Regions from separate parts of the Mus musculus genome. Here all the other regions are linked to region 1. A link is a contact called in public HiChIP or PLAC-seq and promoter capture Hi-C data. All regions are on one chromosome and are shown on one strand. Each heading gives the region's core, a stretch centred on a gene start, on an enhancer-like site or on the middle of the called end of the contact. The rest is flanking DNA. Distances are from core to core; before and after follow the strand shown.

Evidence for each region. Promoter capture Hi-C pulls out the DNA fragments that hold promoters and counts their contacts. HiChIP or PLAC-seq counts read pairs in DNA pulled down with a chosen protein or histone mark. Capture Hi-C pulls out chosen DNA fragments and counts their contacts.
Region 2: a FOXA1 HiChIP or PLAC-seq map of pancreatic cancer cells shows a contact between it and region 1. The contact joins the enhancer-like site here to the promoter of Ddx39a in region 1. A contact is called at or near these places in 1 of 39 promoter capture datasets (pre-B cells), 1 of 15 datasets of contacts at CTCF or cohesin (the NIH/3T3 cell line), 6 of 115 datasets of contacts at active chromatin or transcription factors (effector CD8 T cells, extraembryonic endoderm stem cells, fetal liver and 3 more) and 2 of 9 other capture datasets (adipose tissue and liver).
Region 3: a contact with region 1 is called in a promoter capture Hi-C map of adipose tissue. The contact joins the promoter of Elmod2 here to the promoter of Ddx39a in region 1. A contact is called at or near these places in 1 of 39 promoter capture datasets (erythroid cells), 1 of 484 Hi-C or Micro-C datasets (erythroblasts) and 1 of 9 other capture datasets (adipose tissue).
Region 4: a contact with region 1 is called in a promoter capture Hi-C map of embryonic stem cells. The contact joins the promoter of Il27ra here to the promoter of Ddx39a in region 1. A contact is called at or near these places in 7 of 39 promoter capture datasets (the C10 cell line, cranial neural crest, embryonic stem cells and 4 more), 2 of 115 datasets of contacts at active chromatin or transcription factors (extraembryonic endoderm stem cells and large pre-B cells) and 2 of 9 other capture datasets (adipose tissue and liver).

What each region holds. Positions count from the first base shown.
Region 1 is chr8:83,713,519-83,716,652 of GRCm38.p6, reverse strand. Ddx39a (DEAD box helicase 39a) reads right to left here and starts at 1,476. Exons shown (of 11, transcript NM_197982.3): 1 at 1,316-1,476.
Region 2 is chr8:84,202,556-84,205,689 of GRCm38.p6, reverse strand. No RefSeq gene overlaps it. Among named protein-coding and RNA genes, the nearest start is that of Mir23a, 4.4 kb to the left of the region's middle. Within about 2 kb of position 1,534, at least 371 of the 459 cell types and tissues checked have an H3K27ac peak or open chromatin away from gene starts, as enhancers often do. A contact at or near this core is called in the NIH/3T3 cell line, adipose tissue, effector CD8 T cells and 6 more, where this site is marked.
Region 3 is chr8:83,330,920-83,334,053 of GRCm38.p6, reverse strand. It overlaps Elmod2 (ELMO/CED-12 domain containing 2), which reads left to right and starts at 1,568. Exons shown (of 9, transcript NM_178736.5): 1 at 1,568-1,704; 2 at 2,796-2,943. The coding sequence starts at 2,802. Gm32327 (predicted gene, 32327) reads right to left here and starts at 1,435. Exons shown (of 2, transcript NR_168721.1): 1 at 1,004-1,435.
Region 4 is chr8:84,041,091-84,044,224 of GRCm38.p6, reverse strand. It overlaps Il27ra (interleukin 27 receptor, alpha), which reads left to right and starts at 1,650. Exons shown (of 14, transcript NM_016671.3): 1 at 1,650-1,775; 2 at 2,021-2,138. The coding sequence starts at 1,691. Rln3 (relaxin 3) reads left to right here. Exons shown (of 2, transcript NM_173184.1): 2 at 894-1,158. The coding sequence ends at 1,132.

The DNA.
Region 1 (3,134 bases), core at 227-2,726:
TGAATGACCAAGATGTACCTATTTCTATTTGAAACTGAGTCTCATGCAGGCCCTCAAACTTGTGTGTAGCCCAGACTAGCCTCGAATTCCAGATCCTCCTGCCTCCACTTCCCAAATGCTAGAATATATTAAAAATGAATTCTAAAAAATGCCTGAGACAGGGACAGACAGATCTCTAGTTCCAGGCTAGCCTGGGCTACACAGTGAGATCTTGTTTCAACAACAACCAAAAAACTTTTAAGTTCTAAGACTGGCTAGGCAAGGTGGCCAATGTGGCTTAAGAATTAATGATGCTTTCACACGACCTGAGTTAGGTTTCTCAGTTTACATCCTTCTAACTCCAGGGTCAGTACTTCCGGCCTCCTAGAGCACCTGCACACAGGTAGTCATTCAAATATTTACACCTAAATAAAAAACTTCAAGAACAACCTCGATTTCAGGAGAACCTATCTTCTGGCCTCTCATATGTGTACTCTGTCTTTAGGCAGTACTGCTTTAAAAACATTTATTGTGCTGGTGAAAGGATAAATGTGAAGCCGGGCTTAGTGGGACACGCCTTTAATACCAGACCTCCGGGGACTGAGCCAAGTGGACCTCAGTGAGTTCGAGCCCGACCTGGTCTTCAGAGAGAGAGTTCAAGGACGACCAGGATTATGTAAAGAGATCCTGTCTCAAGAATCTAGGCACACAAAAGGTTCCGGGAACTAGTTGAGGCGCAACTCGGAGCGTATGGCCCCCCACCCCCAATACGTCAGGCCTTGCTTCAACCAGGAAAATGAAACAAGTGAACCCAGACTGTCACAGACCTAAAGTTTCAACTATAGGTCCAGGCAGACCAGAGGCAACGGGCTGAACCGGCCTCACACCGGGAAAGCGACGCCGAGTGAATGGCCACGTTCCTAAGAGGCGCGACACTGGCCTTCCGCATCAGAGTCTGGAGAAGAATCTCCTGGGCGAGCGGCGGAACAAGACGGGAAGCCGGTGACTGCAGACTCGGGACGTCTGCCCAGATAGCCTGAGTCCTCTCGCCGTGACCGAAAACGCAGTGTGGATCCGCCCGGTCCCTCAATCCCACCACGGTACACATGGGGCCTCCGAGAGCCGCCATTCCCATCACCGTCCCCGGAAGCCGACCTACTAACGGCTGGCCCGCCCCTGGCGCATGCTCAATGGAGCCCAACGGCCGCCGGCTCGAGGTGCCTAACCGTCCCGCTGCTGTGCGCCCACTCCTCCCGCTGCACCGCGCCCCGCAGCTTCCCTTTCGGCGAACCCACAGCCCCGCACCGCGGCCCCGGCCTCGGGACCCGCCACTTACCTGCCGCCCGGTTCGCCTCCGCGAGCTGCAAAGAGAGCCACCCGTCCGGTTCTACGCCGCGACCCTGGACGCGCGCTACAGTGCTTCCTGCCTGGAGCCCAACTCGAGTCTCGCTCACTGGATAGCTGGCTTATCACTCAACAGAGGAAAGGATGATGGTTGGTTTATAAGGACGCTGTCGACCGGCTATTGGGCGTACCTAGACTCAGGTTCATTGGGCAGTCGTAAAGTAGGCGTGTCCAAAGGGGGAGTGGGCTAAGCGGCGGTTCCCGCCCAGTCACGTGAGATGAGTTAAGGGCCACAGTGGATACTGCCACTTTTAGCTGGCATCCGCACGTTAATTGCGCGTGTATGTGCCCCAGCTTTTTAAAGTGTCCTTGCCTGCCTAGCTTAGAAGCCCTGACTCTTTTGTTTGGTTGTATCATTTCGAGACAGGGTTTCTCTGGGTAGCCCTGCTGTCATGGAACAACTCCATCTGTGACCAGGCTGTCCTCAAGAGATCTGCCTGCCTCTTCCTCCATGTGATTGAAGGTGTGAGTGCTGTGATTAAAAGCGTCCACCACCACGCCCAGCCCCCCTTTTTAAAAAGATTTATTTATTTTTGGTTTTCGAGACAGGGTTTCTCTGTGAAGCCCTAGCTGTCCTGGAACTCACTCTGTAGACCAGGCTGGCCTCGAACTCAGAAATCCGTCTGCCTCTGCCTCCCAAGTGCTGGGATTAAAGGCGTACACCACCAGGCCTGGCAAGATTTATTTATTATTACATCTTAGTACACTGTAGCTGTTCAGACAGCACCAGAAGAGGGCGTCAGATCTCATTACAGATGGTTGAGTCATGATGTGGTTGCTGGGATTTGAACTCAGGACCTGTGAAAGAACAGTCAGCGTTCTTAACCGCTGAGCCATCTCTCCAGCCCTTGTTTTTCTTACCCCTACATTGTACCACCACCAAAACAAAAATCCCAGGCCGTAAACTGAGCTCATAGTTCCAGAAAGCCAGCTCTTTGGGGATTGCAGAAGAAAAGCAGCTGCCTGACCCCAGATATCTGGTGATAGAAAAAGACCTTGTCTAAGGAAAACAGCTAACCCCCATTCTGCCCCTATGAAACCTTCTTCTCCCTTCCCCATCCTTAGCTATAAAATCCCCAGCCTGAAACACAATCTACATTGTCTAGATCATGGTACTGAGAGGCTACCTGCCAGATAAATAAACTCTAGATGTTAATGCTGTCTACACTCATCCTTTCTTTCCACAAACATAATTCTTTCTCTCTCTCTCTCTCTCTCTCTCTCTCTCTCTCTCTCTCTCTCTCTCAAAACAAAACAAAACAAAACAAACAAACAAACAAACAAACAAACAAAAACCAGTCAGAGTGGCACAGAACTTTAGTCCCAGTTCTCTAGAAGCAGAGAACTCTGCTTTCAACTAGCCTGGTCTACATAGGATAGTTAGAGGCAGGCAGAATTCTTTGAGTCCAAGGCCAGCCTTGTCTATACAGTAAAGTCCAGGATAGCCAGGGCTACAAAGAGAGACTCTGTTTCAAAACACAAACACAAAATGAACAAACAAACTGCCCACACATCTAGATTCCATCCCTGCAGAGCTGAAACCACTCTTAGTTATGACCATGGCAACTCATAAAAGAAAGCATCTAGTTGGGGGCTTGCTCACATTTCCAGAGACTCAGTCCCTTATCATCATGTGGGGAGCATGGTGGGACGAGTGGGAATGTCTTACTTTGTACACTGCTCTGTTGGCGTGTTTGTATCTGTGCAATGGAGATCAGCGAGCCCTGAAGAGCACACGCATGTCATTAAGG
Region 2 (3,134 bases), core at 285-2,784, 490 kb before region 1:
CTGCAGACGTGTAATCCCTATATCTAGGACAGGGGTAAAAAGATCTCAATTTAGAAGCCAGCCTGGGCTACCAAGACATGGTGTGTCTCAAAAAGAAAGGGCTAGAGATGGCTCAGCACTTGCTGCTCTTCCGGGGGTTCCAGGTTCAATATCCAGCACCTACATAGTGGCTAACAACTATCTCCAACTTTAGTTCTAGGGATCCTGACACTTTTTTCTGAACTCTGCAGACATACATGCAGACAAAACATCTGCACACGGAAATAATTGTTGTTTTGGTTTGGTTTTGTTTTTTTGAGACAGGGTTTCTTTGTGTAGCCATGGCTATAGCCCTGGCTGTCCTTGGCACTCACTTTGTAGACCAGGCTGCCCTCGAACTCAGAAATCCACCTGTTTCTGCCTCCCAAGTGCTAGGATTAAAGGTGTGCGCCACCACACCCGGTGAAATAATTTTTAATTAAAAAAAAAAAAAGCAACAAGGGGTAAGGCTCAATGGCAGCTGCTGGCCTAGCACACTGACTGGGCTTGGCTTCACCCCCAGTACCATATCAAGGAAGTGTGGTGGTTTATACACATGTTCCCAGCACTCCGCAGGCATTAGCAGGTATGTCTCAGGAAGTTTAAGGCCAGCCTGGTCTACAGAGGAAGTTCCAGGACAGCCAGGACTACACAGAGAAAGCCTGTCTAGGAAAAACAAAATAAAAATAAAAACAAGAAATGTGTCTACAGAGCAAGCTGGAGGGCAACCTGGGATACATGAGACTCTAAAAAAGATAAGTTTAGGGCTAGAGAGATGGCTCAGCGGGTAAGAGCACTGACTGCCCTTCCGAAGGTCCTGAGTTCAAATCCTAGCCACCACATGGTAGCTCACAACCATCCGTAATGAGATCTAACACCCTCTTCTGGAGTGTCTAAAGACAGCTACAGCGTACTTACATATAATAATAAATCTTAAAAAAAAAAAAAGAAAACAAGTTCAGGGCTGGAAAGATGACTCAATAGTTTAGACTGCATATTGCTTTCTGAGAACCTGAATTTGGTTTCCCGGCTCACATGTGGCGCCCTCTTCTGGACCCTTTAGGCACCTACACATACATGCACATACCCAACACATACACAAAAGTAAAAAAATAAGTCTTAAAAAAAAAGAAAATCTCTACTTCCCAATAATTGGAAGAGTTCCTGGGTGACATCAAGGACAGAAGCATTCAGTCATATCAGGCAGTGACAGGCAGGACAGTGGATTTAACGTCTAGATCTGGCATCACCGATGTCTGAGGAATGAGGAATAAGGATTGAGATATTCTGATGTGTCTTCCCCAGTACGCGTGCTTACACACACACACACACACACACACACACAGTCTCCAGCCCCAATCCACCTCTGTCTCTTTGGGTTCTGGGGGCAGCCCAGGTCCACAGGCTGACCAGCCTCCCCAATCACCTCCGGAAGTGAGACAGCATATTCGTCCCAGGGACCAGAACGGGAAGGGCGGCCATTTGGCCAGGCTGGTTTCCTGTGGGGTTTCCCCTACAAAGAGCCCAAGGCTGCAGCCAAGGCCACTCCCATCCTCACACACACCAGAGGTCTGTGTCTGGCGTGGAGGGGGCATTACCACGCAGGTGTCCAGGAGCTGGGACACCCTGTACTGACTCTTAGTCTCACAGGGAGACTCAAAGGGACAGAAGTCCTGGAGCTGGAGGGCTTGAGAAACAGGGCGGGGGGCCTTGGGCTGTGGTATCCCAGTCAGTTAAATTAGCACACACAGCCTTCAAGCCCTCGGCATCCCTGGAGGACCCACAGTGAACCCCAAGAAAGAACCAGGGCAGAGGCCCTCCGGTCGTCCCCAACCCTGATCCTCAAATACTTTCCACTCTCGCGAAGCAGCGAGGATCGGAAAATACCAAGGGCTGCAGTCTCCGCCCAGCTCCGCCCCCGCCCCAGCCACCAGCGCTCGCTAATGGCCCACTCTTCCCAGGAGCTGGGCGGCTGGGTTGGGGCCAACCCGACCTGCGGCACAGATGCCTGCCCTCCACGTCCGTCCCCACGCAGGAACCAGACAACCCGCCCGGGTTGGGGGGCAGGGCATAGGCAAGTGGGTGGGCCTAGTGCCTAGCCGCGAGTGGAGGGGGCGCAGGAAGGGGTGAGGGAGGGCTGAATCACTTGGTATAAATAGGCAAAGACGACAGCCACGTCCCACCCTCGCTGCCCGCCAGCCACACAGTCCAACAACCAGATCCCCCACTCTATTCCTTAACATTCTGTTTGCGGTGCTGGGTTCCCCTCAAGCCAATCAGTGCTCCCAGGGTGAAGTTCATCCCAGGTCCTGGCCTGGCCTGGGACTGGAGATAGGAGCGCTGACCTCCATCACCCACTGTCTTCTGGAAGGCTTGGCTCACTCCCTTAACTCCGCAAAACTTCCAGGAACCAGCCAGGCATTGTGAGGCGTCTCTGTCAGTCTACCATTCAGGAGGCTGAGCCAGGAGGACTGCCATGTGTTCAAGACCGCGGTAGGCTATGAAATGAGACTGTGTCTCGACCCCCAAAGTTGACTGTGGGTAGAGAGTGCTTGGCTATTTTGCTGGAAGCATGGAGTCAGCAGGTCCCATCTTAAAGCAGAAACCCTTCATCATGGTGCACACAAGTAAGCCTAGCATTCAGGAGGTGGAGGCCTAAGGACCAGTTCAAGGACATCCTGGACTACTTATCCAGTTCCAGGCCAGCATGGACTACATTACATTAGATCATGCCTCAAAAACTTTTATTAATAGATCGATAATTATTATTATTCCCAGGCCCAAAGCTTAGGGTTCCAGAGCCCCAAATGTACACAGGAGACAAAAGGGAGGTATCACCGGGCATCCCAGATTTGCTCCCCCGAGTCCCTCAAGGCCCATGTGCCCATCCTGCCACCCAGCCCTGCTCTGCCCAGGGCCACAGCTCAGTAGCCACACCCAGGGTGGCGCCAGTTCTAGCTCCAGCAGCCTGAGGCAAGGCGCCGCTCGAGTGTGACTCAGCCATGCCCGGCATGATGCTGTCCTTCCCTACCCAAGAATTCTCACGCCCACGCCACCACCCTCAATCCTTCCCCATGGCCAGCTAGGAAGACACACCTCCATGTCCACTGAGGACA
Region 3 (3,134 bases), core at 319-2,818, 380 kb after region 1:
AGTTTTTATCTTGTAAAGGCTGTTAATCCCAGAGTGTCAATAACACGTCTTTGTTGTCTGACCACTCCATTCTTAGAGGAGGGCGGGACAAGAACTTGACTGGAGACAGGGAGAGAGATGGTCTCCACGAAATATTTCACTCCCATGGGGCAAAGGTGGTGGCTTGTCTGCCCTTCATAGGTTTATGCTCTACAAGAAGAATCTACCTTTAAAATGGAAAGGCATGCCGGGCGTGGTGGTGCATGCCTTTAATCCCAGCACTCAGGAGGCAGAGTCAGGTGGATTTCTGAGTTCGAGGCCAGCCTGGTCTACAAAGTGACAGGACAGCCAGGGCTACACAGAGAAACCCTGTCTTGAAAAAAAGAAAAATTGGAAAGGCATGTACTGCGCACTTAATCAGACCTAACACGGAGATGGATGGGGCATAGACAAGACACTGGCTTGAATATTTTTGGAAGTATAAGGAACTAATAGTGGTTGGTCCTGACAAGGGGACCAAGGAGCCAGGAATCTTGTTTGGGTAGGAGGCTAAACTGTCTGTCTGTCTGTCTATCTATCTATCTATCTATCTATCTATCTATCTATCTATCTATCTATCTATCTACTTTTTTAGGCAGATCCTTAAGTAGCCTTGAACTGCAGATCTCCCTGCCCACATCACCCTCCAGCTGGCATGTAATTACAGGCATGCATGAGCGTGCCCAATTCAGGAATTTCTTTTGTTTCATTTTTAACTTCTTTTATATTTAGCCTTCTCTCCACTTGGCTCTTTCTTATCCAACCCACCAACCCCATTATTGTGCCATCAGCCTTTTGTAATACATTCCTAACCCAGGACTTCTACATTTACTGTCCTGTGGATCAGTCTTCCTCCTGAAGCTGGCCCAGCACACTCCCTCATCTCCTCTAGTAACGCTTATCCTTACTTTGCTGATTCCGCTGTATGTAATGATCCCTTCCCCTACTCCCTAATCCCCTTAATAACTTTGTTAGGCAGCTTCACCTGATACTATGCTTTTGCTGGTTGGTTTGGCGTGCGAGTCCCTTGTAGAAGACCACCTAGCACATAAAAACCATACTTTTGAGGTTTAAAAAAAAGGCACAGATTATTCCTCCAGTAGAAACGATGTTAAGAAATGAACGTTTGATGAATTAAGTGTTCCATGTTTGTTTTCAGAGGAAAAACTCGCAACTTCTCATTGCACACACTTAGTCACGCAAGTTCTTTTGCGTCATCCATAAAGTGCCTTCGACCCAAGTTTCCTTTGTGCCTCATAAAGATGGGAAATAATCACTTCGCAGATTAGGAAATGTAAGTGAAAGTGCTGTGGTCACGCCCGCGGTGGAAGAGTCCCGGAAAGCCCAGAGCAAAGTTCCCAGGCCGAGTCCACAGGGAACTCGTTGGCGCTGGGCTGGGAGTGCGGCCGCCGCCGTTGCCATGGGAACCGTCCAGCGTCTGGCGCGCCTGCCCGCGGGCCCCTCCTTCCGCGCCGGCGATAGGCTGAGAGCGAGCCAATCGGAAGAAGACGAAGAGGCGGGGCGCGGAGCCAAGAGACACCCCGCCCCCGCAGCCTCCGTGCGGACTTCCGGGTCGCGGTGTTCGCAGGGAGCGCTCCACGTAGAGCGTCGTTTCCGTTGCCGGTGTTTGCAGCTGGGGAAACCGAGGCAGTGCCAGCTTCCCCCTAGTTCTTCCGCTCCTGTGAGGTGGCTGCTGTTTTATTTTTCTCTCACTCTGAGTTGCTGGCGTGCGGCTGCGCAAGCCTCGCTGGCGTCCCGCGGATAACCCGCAGGGTGCGGGGGCCGTCGGGGCTTTGTGCAGCGTTCCCGCGCGCGAGAGGGGCGGGACGGCGCGGTGCCCACGGGGCTCGCACTCGGTTTCCCGAGGCCCTGGGGCTCGGCGGGACGGCCTGCCTGCGCCTGGCACTTCTGCCCGCTTCGTCCCGACAAGCGCCGACGGGATGACTCATTTTAAAGATCCTGATCCGCGTGTCTGGCACCGACACCTGGTGCCTTGCCTTGCGGGGATTTCGAATTTGACAGCTCCTCGGGCCCGGGCGCAGAGAGGGTGTGTCTGCGAATCCCAGGGCTGGAGTTCCCGGTATCCCTCCTCCCCTTCGTTTAGCACCCGAAAAGAGTTTTATTGCAAGATCAGTTATATCAAGTGTATAGATTTTGTGGGGTTTTTTGTTTTTTAACCTCTTGGTGTCTCTGCCCTTCACCTACTGACTAGAACAATGATGAATTCGTCAGGATGCCATCTGCTCGGTTTCCCAACCTGTATGCTTCAGTTTGTAAGCCACTTGTAGTGTTTTCATTTGTCGGAGTCAGCTGACAGGGACAGCTGGGCGCGCTCTCAACCAAGGCTGAGAAGAGCTCATTTTTTGGGAAGCCACATCTGATGTGTGGTAGATTTGAAATTGTTGCTCGGTTGGTCCTTTTATTCTTGAACTTCTTTGTTCCAAGTTTCAAGGGATGAAAAACGGAAGTATGAATCCAAAATATTAAATATAATATTTGGCAAAAATGAAATGTGGTTATTCTTTTTAGCGATTAAATAATTTGGCCAGTTATTTGGCTACTTTTTACATTTTTTTTTCAAGTGACCATTTGGCAAATCATTATTTAAGCTGTTGTATGTTATTTCCTTGCCTGATGAATTAAACACTCACAAAATAGACACAATGGAATAATATATTTCATTATCATTTGGGGAGTTGGATCAACTTAATTTCTTTTTCAGTTTTATAATTCCAGTTTGAGACCGTTAAGCTTGTGTGTTTATATCCTCTTTCCAGGGAAACATGTTCGTGTCTCTGTGGGAGTTTTTCTATGGACACTTTTTCCGATTTTGGATGAAATGGCTCTTACGGCAGATGACTGGGAAATGTGAATTGCAGCGAATTTTTGACACCTATGGAGGGGCACAGAGGACCTACAGAATAGGTAATACCTTCAAAATAAAGAAAATTCAACATTAATTATAACCTAACTGAATTCTTCTGCTCACCCCATGGGAGTTTGATTTGAGCGAGTCACTGCAGCTGAGTTTCTTAAGCTTTGTGGTCTTTAAGTTCTTTTCATTCTACTACTGACTATTGAATTGAGCACTGAATATATAAAAAGAAACTTCCTAA
Region 4 (3,134 bases), core at 401-2,900, 330 kb before region 1:
TAGTGTGGCTGGAGCAGCAGGAGGCCAATCAGGAGAGTGCAGCTCCTTAGAGGCGAGACAAAAGAGGCGACACAGTGGGCTTGGGAGACTGTGATTAGAATCCCAACACTCTGGGAAGCTGAGGCAGGATGGTCATGAACTCAAGGACAGCCTAAGACCCTGTCTCAAAAAAAAAAAAATCGCAAAACCAAAAAACGGAGTGGAGGAGGAGGAAGAAGATGATGATGAAAGAGAGATGTGTGGGTGGTGAATGATGGACAGACAGATGGATGCATGCGCAGGTTAGGAGTGTGCCTGCCTCAAAACAGTAGCTCTATGGCTAAATGGCTGTGTCCTCACACAAGCCTGATGAGGAGCCAGGGTCCCAATTAGTGAATAGTAAGTAGGTGGCAACAGCAGCAAACTCAGTAGCTGTCACTGAGAGGCTGGAAGAAGTGAATTCGGTAAAGCAAACAAGACGGTCAATAAATGATCAGTGTTCACTTGAGTGCTCCTCATGTATCCCATAGTATTGTGCTTTTGCGGGCATCCAGTCTGATACTCCTGACAAAGCCAAAAAAAAAAAAAGTAGAAGTTATTATTATCTCCCCTCCCCCTCCCCTGCTTTGTGGAAAAGAAAACTGAGCCTAGGAGGGAGACGGAAGTAATGTCATTTACTATTCTGATTTAGGGAGCCTAGCTCCCAAATGCATATTTTCATCTACGCCGTCCACATTAAATAAAGAATCGCATGAACTCAGTGACAGGAAAGTCCAGCTTAGCACTGAAACTGACAACAGAGCCAGCATTTGAACCCTCGAGGGGATGAAATCAAACTCAGAACCGCAACCTTGATCCTCCAGACTGGAGATGTAAGTGGGCTAAGCCCTGATTCTTCCTCTTTGCTTTTGCAGGGGACTTCTTCGCTGATGGAGAAGCCAATACAGACCACCTGGCCAGCGAGCTGGATGAAGCGGTGGGCTCCAGCGAGTGGCTGGCCCTAACCAAATCCCCCCAGGCTTTCTACGGTGGTCGAGCCAGCTGGCAAGGGTCACCTGGAGTGGTTCGGGGCAGCAGAGATGTGTTGGCTGGCCTTTCCAGCAGTTGCTGCGAGTGGGGCTGTAGCAAGAGCCAAATTAGCAGCTTGTGCTAGGATCAGGGTTGAGCAATGGAGAAGCGGGCCGTGCCTGCAAGCTGCTGTCAGCTGTGCGATGTTCAAGAGCATTCCTACAGGCGAGGCACCAAGGGGTCCACTGTCTCCTTACAGACCCTCTGCCAAGATGCATACACTACTTGCCAACCTTTCCCCACCTTGCTGCCGGCCCCTCCTCTATCCAGCCAAACAGAAACTTGTTTTTCATGGCTGAGTTCTTCCGTGCCACAACCTCACCCCCAGCAGCCCAGCAGCAACCAGATGCCCATCTTCTTAAACTGGCTACACTAGAGTCTGCCCCACCTCCACCCTCAGTCCGGCCCTAATTGTCGCCACTGTCCCTGGCTAACCTCCCCCCCACCCCAAAACAGAGCCCCTGGTCCTCAGTACTCAGACTTCCTCACCACATAAAATAAAGGTTCAGTTCTGAGCATTTGCACGCGTGCGTATCATTGCTGGGGGTGGGCGGATTTGGGGACTTCCCGCCAGGGGCGGGGTGGCTTCCTTCCCGCAGGCTGTAAGCCCCAAGCCTGGTGGTGTCACTTGTCCCTGGGAGCCATGAACCGGCTCCGGGTTGCACGCCTCACGCCGTTGGAGCTTCTGCTGTCGCTGATGTCGCTGCTGCTCGGGACGCGGCCCCACGGTGAGCAGCTTCGTGAGTGGCTGGCTCGGGGTCACAGTTGTAGGGCATCGGGAACTGGGCGACAACAGGATGTAGCAGGTCGGAAAGGGGCCCGGGACTCCCTCTGCGCCATCCCAGCACGTGCCAGGCCCTGCGCTCCGGTACTGCACTACCACTGTACCAGAGGATGGACGCATCCACAGTCCAGCAAGTTCAGGCCCCGGGGAACTTGACCACGGTCCTCTCGGCTCTCTGCGCCCCTGCAGGCAGTCCAGGTCCACTGCAGTGCTACAGCGTCGGTCCCCTGGGAATCCTGAACTGCTCCTGGGAACCTTTGGGCGACCTGGAGACTCCACCTGTGCTGTATCACCAGAGTCAGAAATAGTGAGTACCCTGGAGTGGTCTAGGGGAAACTGAGGACGGAAAGTGGTCACTCAGATTTCAAGCGAATTTTGTTAAGAGGATCACCGCCCGCCCCTCAGTCCGGCTACTGAGAATTCGGTCCACACTCTCACAACCCTCAGGCTAGCCCACTCATTCCCTTATGGCATAACTCAGGTCTGACCACTTTCCCTCTCTCAACCCCCACCCCCACCCCCACAGTAATGACGGCACAGGCCTGCCATGATTGATTCTGCCCATCAGCACGGTAGGCACATGGCAAAGAAAAACTGCTGAGCACTAGAAAGCAGGTTAATATCGTTGTTGTACGACATCGGGCAGGTAACTTGAATTTCTGAGTTCACTCTAAGCAGCATGGTGACACACACCTGCAAACACAGCTCTTGGAAGATGGAGGCAAGAAAATCAGGAGTTCAAGAGCGACCTCAGCTTCACAACAAGTTTGAGATCAGCGTGGGCTGTAAGAAACTGTCTCAAAAAAAAAAAAAAGTCAGTGTAGCGCTTGTAATCACAACAACAATAGCTGGTTCTGGTATGGTTTGGGGTTCAGGGTCCAGGGGAGAGTGTATCTGGAAACTTCATTTCAATTGCGCTAAGTAAAGGACAAAGAAAAAGCACCTTGGGAGGAGCCCCGGGGAACAGCATGTTTTCTGAGACAGGGTCTTACCCTGTGAAGCTGGCCTCTAACAATCCTGCTTTCGTCTCCTGTGTGCTGGGATGACAGCTGTGAACTGTCGGGTGTAAACTGTCAGTCACCCGGCCCACTGTTGAGTTCTTTCAGAAAGTAGGTGTACTGCATACATTTTAAAGAAGAACAGAGAGGTTAAGTCACTCTCCTCAGGTCACGGTGTTGACTTAAGAGCAAGGGATTCAGACCCCAAGCAGAGCAGGGTGAGGCATGAAGTTGGTGCAGGGCTGGAAGCTTAGCCTGGGGCTTAGGCTGTGCCAACGAGCATCTCTTCCCAATCTCTCCTCACA